Regions from separate parts of the Mus musculus genome. Here region 2 is linked to region 1. The links are chromatin contacts, called in public promoter capture Hi-C maps. All regions are on one chromosome and are shown on one strand. Each heading gives the region's core, a stretch centred on a gene start, on an enhancer-like site or on the middle of the called end of the contact. The rest is flanking DNA. Distances are from core to core; before and after follow the strand shown.

Evidence for each region. Capture Hi-C pulls out chosen DNA fragments and counts their contacts.
Region 2: a promoter capture Hi-C map of liver shows a contact between it and region 1, with 5 times the contacts expected there. The contact joins the promoter of Nckap1l here to the promoter of Pcbp2 in region 1. A contact is called at or near these places in 1 of 39 promoter capture datasets (pre-B cells), 4 of 484 Hi-C or Micro-C datasets (CD4 T cells, CD8 T cells, neutrophils and 1 more) and 2 of 9 other capture datasets (adipose tissue and liver).

The regions. Positions count from the first base shown.
Region 1 is chr15:102,468,794-102,472,095 of GRCm38.p6, reverse strand. It overlaps Pcbp2 (poly(rC) binding protein 2), which reads right to left and starts at 1,464. Exons shown (of 15, transcript NM_001103165.1): 1 at 1,293-1,464. It overlaps Gm36331 (a long non-coding RNA gene), which reads left to right and starts at 1,600. Exons shown (of 2, transcript XR_384469.3): 1 at 1,600-1,841; 2 at 2,375-2,655.
Region 2 is chr15:103,452,254-103,455,555 of GRCm38.p6, reverse strand. Nckap1l (NCK associated protein 1 like) reads right to left here and starts at 1,731. Exons shown (of 31, transcript NM_153505.4): 1 at 1,575-1,731; 2 at 475-585. The coding sequence starts at 1,676.

The sequences.
Region 1 (3,302 bases), core at 215-2,714:
CCATAAACACACACAATACACATACTGTTGGGTTTTTTGTTTTGTTTTTTTGAGACAGGGCCTCACTATGTTGCCCAGTACTGAATGTAACTATTAACACCAGGCTGGCCTCCAAACTCTGAATCCCAAGTCCATACTTTAAGTATGTTTAAAGCACTTTAAAGTGACTGTCACACCACTCTATATAATGCAAACTATCTTCTGGTTACTTCAGGATGTAAGTGATTACATAAATGCATCCCTAAAGCACATCAGTTCCCTATTTCCAGAAAACAGTTAATTGCTGTCAAAAAAAAAAAAACCTCACAAATCAACATCTCATTTATGGAAAAACAATGCTTGTTCACTGAGTCTGCAAGATTAACACCCCCTCATACAGTATAAAACTGTTAGTTCCACTTCCCCACTGTTATATTAATCACCTTAGAAATACAGTTATACAAGTTCAAAAGGCAAAGAAACTGAAAACCTAGCTACAAATTCATTTCTTAAGTAAAGCACGAAGATGTATTTTTTTTAACTCCAAGTCATGTAAGTAATCTGAGAAACCTGTCAATTCCTCTCCTGAGTAGGTCAATCTAAGTGTACCCCATCCTGGGAATCCAGCTGTTAATCCTGCAGTCAATTACCCCTCTATAAATAGCTCGGTCTGGTTTATAGCGGCAGGCATTTTGTAATTTCAAAATTCGTTACCCGAGAGAACGTCAGAGTAACTCGGTAACAGGGAGTCCGCCTACCCTTTAACTCTGCAGCTCCCCACTCCCCTCCCCCGCCCGGGTCATCCAAGCATTTTCCACTTAAAAAAAAAAAGCCCCCCCCCTTTCCCTTGACTGGGAAAGGGGGTGAATAAACGGTTCGGTCAGGGGGGGGCGCTGCGACCCAGGGGGAGGGGCCGGACAAGCAGCGCCTCCTCGTGTGTCTGCGCCAGCGCCTGACCCCCGCGGGGAGCCGCGCTCACCCGCCCCGCCAGCAAGCCGGCCATCGCCTCCCCAACCCCCCTCAACCAACAAATCCACCGCCGCCCCCCCTGCCGCGCGCGCGCCCTCCCTGACTCCTGCGCAGCCGCCACCGGGAGGGAGGGGGGAGGGGGCAGGCTCTGCGCGAGGCCTACTAGGCCGCGCCGGAGCCAGGGCCTCGCGTGAATGCCCGGGCAGGCAGAGTGAAGTAGTAGACGCTCATGCGGGTCTACGAGAGGCCGAGGCTCCAGAATAGGGCCGGAGTCCGCCAAGAAGGATGTCACGAGTGGAAGAAGAAGCTATTGCCGGCGGCGGAGCAGAAGATTTTAAGCTTACCTGGAGGCGCGAGTCGACTGAGGGGAAAAGGGGAGCGGGCGGGAAGGGGAAGGGCGGGAGGCCGGGGGCGGAACAATAGGGGCGGGCGGGAAGGCGAGGGGGGCCCCGCTAGCGGGCGGAGGAGGGGGGGGTGAGGAGGAGGAAGGGGGAGAGAGACCCCGGGGCGGGTGGAGGGCGGCGGAGGGCGGGCGGGCGGGCGGAGGGCGGGCGGGCGGGAGAGGGCGCAGGCTGCGGCTGCTCCGGCTGCTGCCTCTGCTGGTCTGGGAGGGGGACGGGGCGGAGCGGGCCGCTTTCAACCCCGCGCACCCTTCGACCCCGGAAGCGCTAACCGCCCCGGGGGCCGGCGAGTCGACTGCGTCGTCCACACTTTCCCCACGCAATGCGGACCGCCTTCCCGGAGCCTAGAGCGGCTCCTTGGACAGCGTCGGCACCAGCGAGACGGCCAGTAACCAGCGGCGAGGTCTGAGATAGAGCGGCAGCGCAGAGGCGCGGAGGATACCAGTGGCCTCTAGCGGAAGAACTGGAAAGCTCAGGCCTAAATACGAAGAGGTGGCCAATGCTTTGGGATCAAGATAGGAGGGAGGGAAAGGAAAATAACAGTTGTCTAAAATAAAAAACGAATGGCCAGACTGAAAGTGTCAGGCAAACTGCTTACTCTAAAAATAATCCACTTTAGTGAGTGCAGAAGAAATGAAAACATCATTATTTTGCAGCCCAGATACTGAATCAGGCAATAATAATTATAATAAAGAATTAAAACGTAAAAGAATGTTCTTAAATCAGACGGTGGTGGTACCCAACTTGATTCCAACACTGGAAAGGCAGAGTCAGGAAGATCTCTGAGTTCGAGTCCACCCTGGTCTACAGAGTGAGTTCCAGGACAGACAGGGCTTTTTAGAAATCAAAAGAAAGAAAGAAAAGAAAAAAAAAAAGAAAGAAAGAAAAGTAACTTTAAAACTTCACTGTATTAGGACAACATTGATCATGTGAATATCTCACTATTATATAAGAAGTACTGTATAATCTAGAATTCCTGCCCAAATTGGTTAATCTTTTTATTAAGTCTAATTATCCATTTATAGGAACGAAAGAACAAGTTAAACATCAGTACAAGAAGGTACTCTGTGGCCAAGCACAGTGTGTGATACAAGCTGATACCATTGGGGAACTTAAGGATGACAAAGGTGAACCTCAGGCCACCTTGGACTGTAGAGCAACGCTGCTTTATTGTTGCCTGTTGCTCCTTAAAAAAAAAAAAAAAAAAAAAAAAAAAAGACATCTTGAAAACACAGAATTTTGTACACAACACAAGACAACTATCCTGGTGTCTTTAAAAAGGCAATAAACCTTTTTTTAAACGGTTTGTATGTGTGTATACAAACTGAGTGTGTGTGTGTGTGTACTTACACCACAGCAGGCAGGAAGAAGTCAAAGGAGGATTTTCAGGAGGAGTCAGTTTTCTCCTTCAACCAAGCGGGTCCTGAAGATCGGACTCAGGACATCAGGCGTGATGGCAAACGCCCTTTCCATCGCACTGGCTGTTAGGACTGGGACGATGTCTCAATAGTTCTCCAACTGTTCTCCCAGAGATTCAGTGTTCAATCACCAGTACCGACATAGGATCTCACAGTTCCATGGGATACAACACCCTCTTCTGGATTCCACAGGCACTTGCACACAAGTGGTGCACATATATACATGGCAGGTAAAACCCATACAAAATAAATAGGTACATCTGTAAGGAGTCCGAGGCACATGCAGGTAAAAGGCAGGCAGATCTTTTGAAGTCAGCCTGATCTACATGGCAAGTTTCAGGACACTGAGAGCTACATAGTGAGATTCACTCTCAAAAATCAAACAAAAACAACTTGTTCTTACAAAGGAGCCAAGTTCAGTTCCCTGTAGATGGGTTCACAATTCCCTGAAGATTCAACTCCAAAGATCTGATGCCCTCTTCTGGCTTGCTAGGGTGCTTACACCCTCGGGTGCACATAACTATCCTACAGATAC
Region 2 (3,302 bases), core at 482-2,981, 980 kb before region 1:
GAAAGGAGATTTTCAGTTTCATTTCAGTGAAGACATTTGCTATATAAATCAATAGGAAAAGAAGCAGAGTATAAAGATACTATGAATAGAGTGAGAGAAATCTAGGGATAACACAGTACAGGAGTATTGTGCTGTATACAGAAGTACAGGATATGCCACTGGATGCATAGCATGCAGCAACAAAGAAGCATAGTGTAGATCAAGTGCTACAGTAAAAGATGTGCCCGGCAAGGTTGGTGGAGATGCTTCTCTGTGTACCAGGTGTCCTCATGAACCTGGCTGGCAAGACTGTGCCCCAGTTCACCATGGGAGGCTCCCATCTGAGCTTACGACCCTCAATGCCTGAAGCCCCGAGTCTGAGTCTAGGAAACTATAGGTGGCTACACTTAAAGACAAGACAAAGTGGAGAGTCTGCAATAATCTGCCATGCAAGAATAATGTTACAGAAAGGAGGAAATGAACCCAAGTTCTCACCGTGCTATTTCGGACATCTATGTTGGGAAACTTCTTGTTGATGTACTTGAGACATGATTCCATGGACTTTTCCAGTAAAAAAGGTGGCTTGGATTTTGAATCTGAACAGGTCTACACATAAAAAAAAGTAATATTAAACTACCGTACTATTTTTCCATTTAGATACAAGCCTTTGGATGCATCATTCACTCCCACTATCTCTTTTGGAAATGGCAGTCTGAAATTTTATTATAAAAGCATGAGGGTAGTTGAAAACCAAGTTCGTTCCAGACAGTGAACTAGTACTCCTAAGAGCTAACAACCTGGCATCTTGTCTTAACTGAGGCTTAGCTCTAACACAGAGAGGAAGCTGCTTCCCCACCCCTCCTCTGAAGCCGGAAGTAGTGAGAAAAGTGGCTGATCATAAGTTGGACTTTATATAAAGCTCTGGGTCCCAAGAGACTTTACAAACGACATGACAGAAACCATATTCCTGGTGCTTTACTACAAAACGCACAAAGGTCCGTTTCCACAAGTTCCTTCTTTCTCTTCCTGGAAAGTCTCACAATTACCCACCTTTATCCTGCCTTCTACAGTCGCTGGCTCACCTTTTGGCATCATCTTTGTCCAGTTTCATAGTTACTCTCCTAAGCACACACACGCAGCATTCACAGCCCCAAACTACCTTAGAAAACACCACTTCCTTAAATGTTTCCCCTTTTAAGGAAATAATTACACACAAACATACACATACACACACAAACACAATTTTTGCCAGAGACACAACTTGAAAACTCAAAAACTAGAGAAACTGACAATAAGTAAACCCCAAATTCTAGACCCCAGACCCTTAATCAAATCACTCACAACACAAATATTCTCTTTCCCACCCAACCCTAAGTCATAGGGGAAAGGTGATGCTCTCAAAAAGGCAAGAATAATACCTAGAAAGGACACGCCTTAAAAAGAAGCCTCCCTCTATCTCCCCAAACTGTGGGAACCATACCGTCTAAGTGGCTGAAAGCCACTTAAAGCAATGGAGAAAAAGATATGGCTTGACTATTGGGCCTGCAGGCCTCCAGGTTCCTGCCATGATTTGCTAGACGGGTCTTCTTGCTTACCTTCTTGATGTTGTACATGCGGATGAGAACTCCCTGTCCTCGGTCATTCAGGATCGTGAGCTTCTCTGCTAATTTAAGCTGATAGGCAGAGGTCAAAGACATGATGGCCACCGAGAGAGAGGACCATCCGGATAACAAGACCCAAATGCCCCAAATATTCTCAGCCTGGCTGGCAACACCCTCTGTGTAAAAGGACCCGCCCTGGTTGGTGCACCGAGCTTCCGGTTGCTTCTGTAATTGGCTCATGGAGGATAGCAGTCACTATGGCTCACAGGCCTTCAGAGCCCTCTTGTGCTTCCTCTTGCACCCTCAGCAGAGGAGACTTCCTCTTTCTGGTTGTGCAGTACTTCAGTAAGAAGTGGGCGGAAGCTGAGGAAGAGAACAGGCTTTCACGGCTCCTCACAATGCAGTACCAACTGTTCTGGCCTTCCCTCTCCCCAAATGTCCCAGACAAAGCACACACCAAACAAATATCTACTACCAGCCCCATTCACCTCTACACTTACCCTTTTAGATCCCGGTCAAGAATGCCTGTTATTTTCTACTGACCCTTAGGCCCCAGCATCCTTTAGGACCCTGGTCTCTTTCTAACTATTCCATTCAATGACATGTTCACTATATTTTATTTATAAACATAAATATATTTATATATAAACATATATATACATACACACACTCTCTCTCTCTCACACACGCACACACACATATATATATATATCACATGGTTGCAAGGGTTGAGAAAGTCTTGTAAACCCCAGGCTATACTCAATCTATCTCCTTATGTAGTTGAAGATAAGCTTGAACCTCTGATCTCCTACTTCTACCTCCAGTGTGCTGGGATTAGCTTCCTTGTTATATTTTTAAGCATATGCTTTCTCTCTCTCCCACCCACATCATATGTTCCTTCCTAATGACAGGTATGATATCTAATATTGATATCCTTTGTAGTATTTAGTACAGTGAATCAGTAAGCATGATCCAGCAGTAGCAGCAGCACTTGGAAACTTGTTAGGTTTGATAAACAATAAAACAAAATATTTTAAAAGAAACTTACTAGACACACAAATTCTTTGACGTCACTCAAGACCTGCTGAACACAAAATCTTTTTTTTTAAGATTAGTTAGTTAGTTAGTTAGTTAGTTAGTTAGTTAGTTAGTTAATGTATGAGTGCATCTGCATATATACTTGCATGCCAGGAAAGGGCACCAGATCATAATATAGATGATTATGAGCCACCATATGGTTTCTGGGAATTGAATTCAGGACCTCTGTTAAGAGTGTCCAGAGCTCTTAACCACTGAGCCATCTCTCCAACCCTCAACCCAAAATCTTAAGGTAGAACAGGCATGTTTTGTTTTTGTTTTTTTGTTTTCAAGGTGTGTGTGTGTGTGTATGTGTGTGTGTGTGTGTGTGTGTGTACACTCAAACACATGACAAAGGAGGACAGAAGAGAACATCAGATACCCTGGAGCTAAAGTTACAGGTGGATGGTGTGAAACTACTAACTTAGGTTCTCTGGAAGTGCATCAAGTACTCAACCACTAAGCCATCTATCTCTCCAGCCCCTAACACATGCTATCCTACAACAAGTTCTCTGGGTGACTCCAGTGTGCCCTCAAGTCTGAGAACAATCCTACTTAGCAATGGTAACAAAGGTATGTTAAAAAAAAAAAATGTATAACAAAACTTTTCCTGGGGAAACACGACACACATGTCTACTCTTCTCC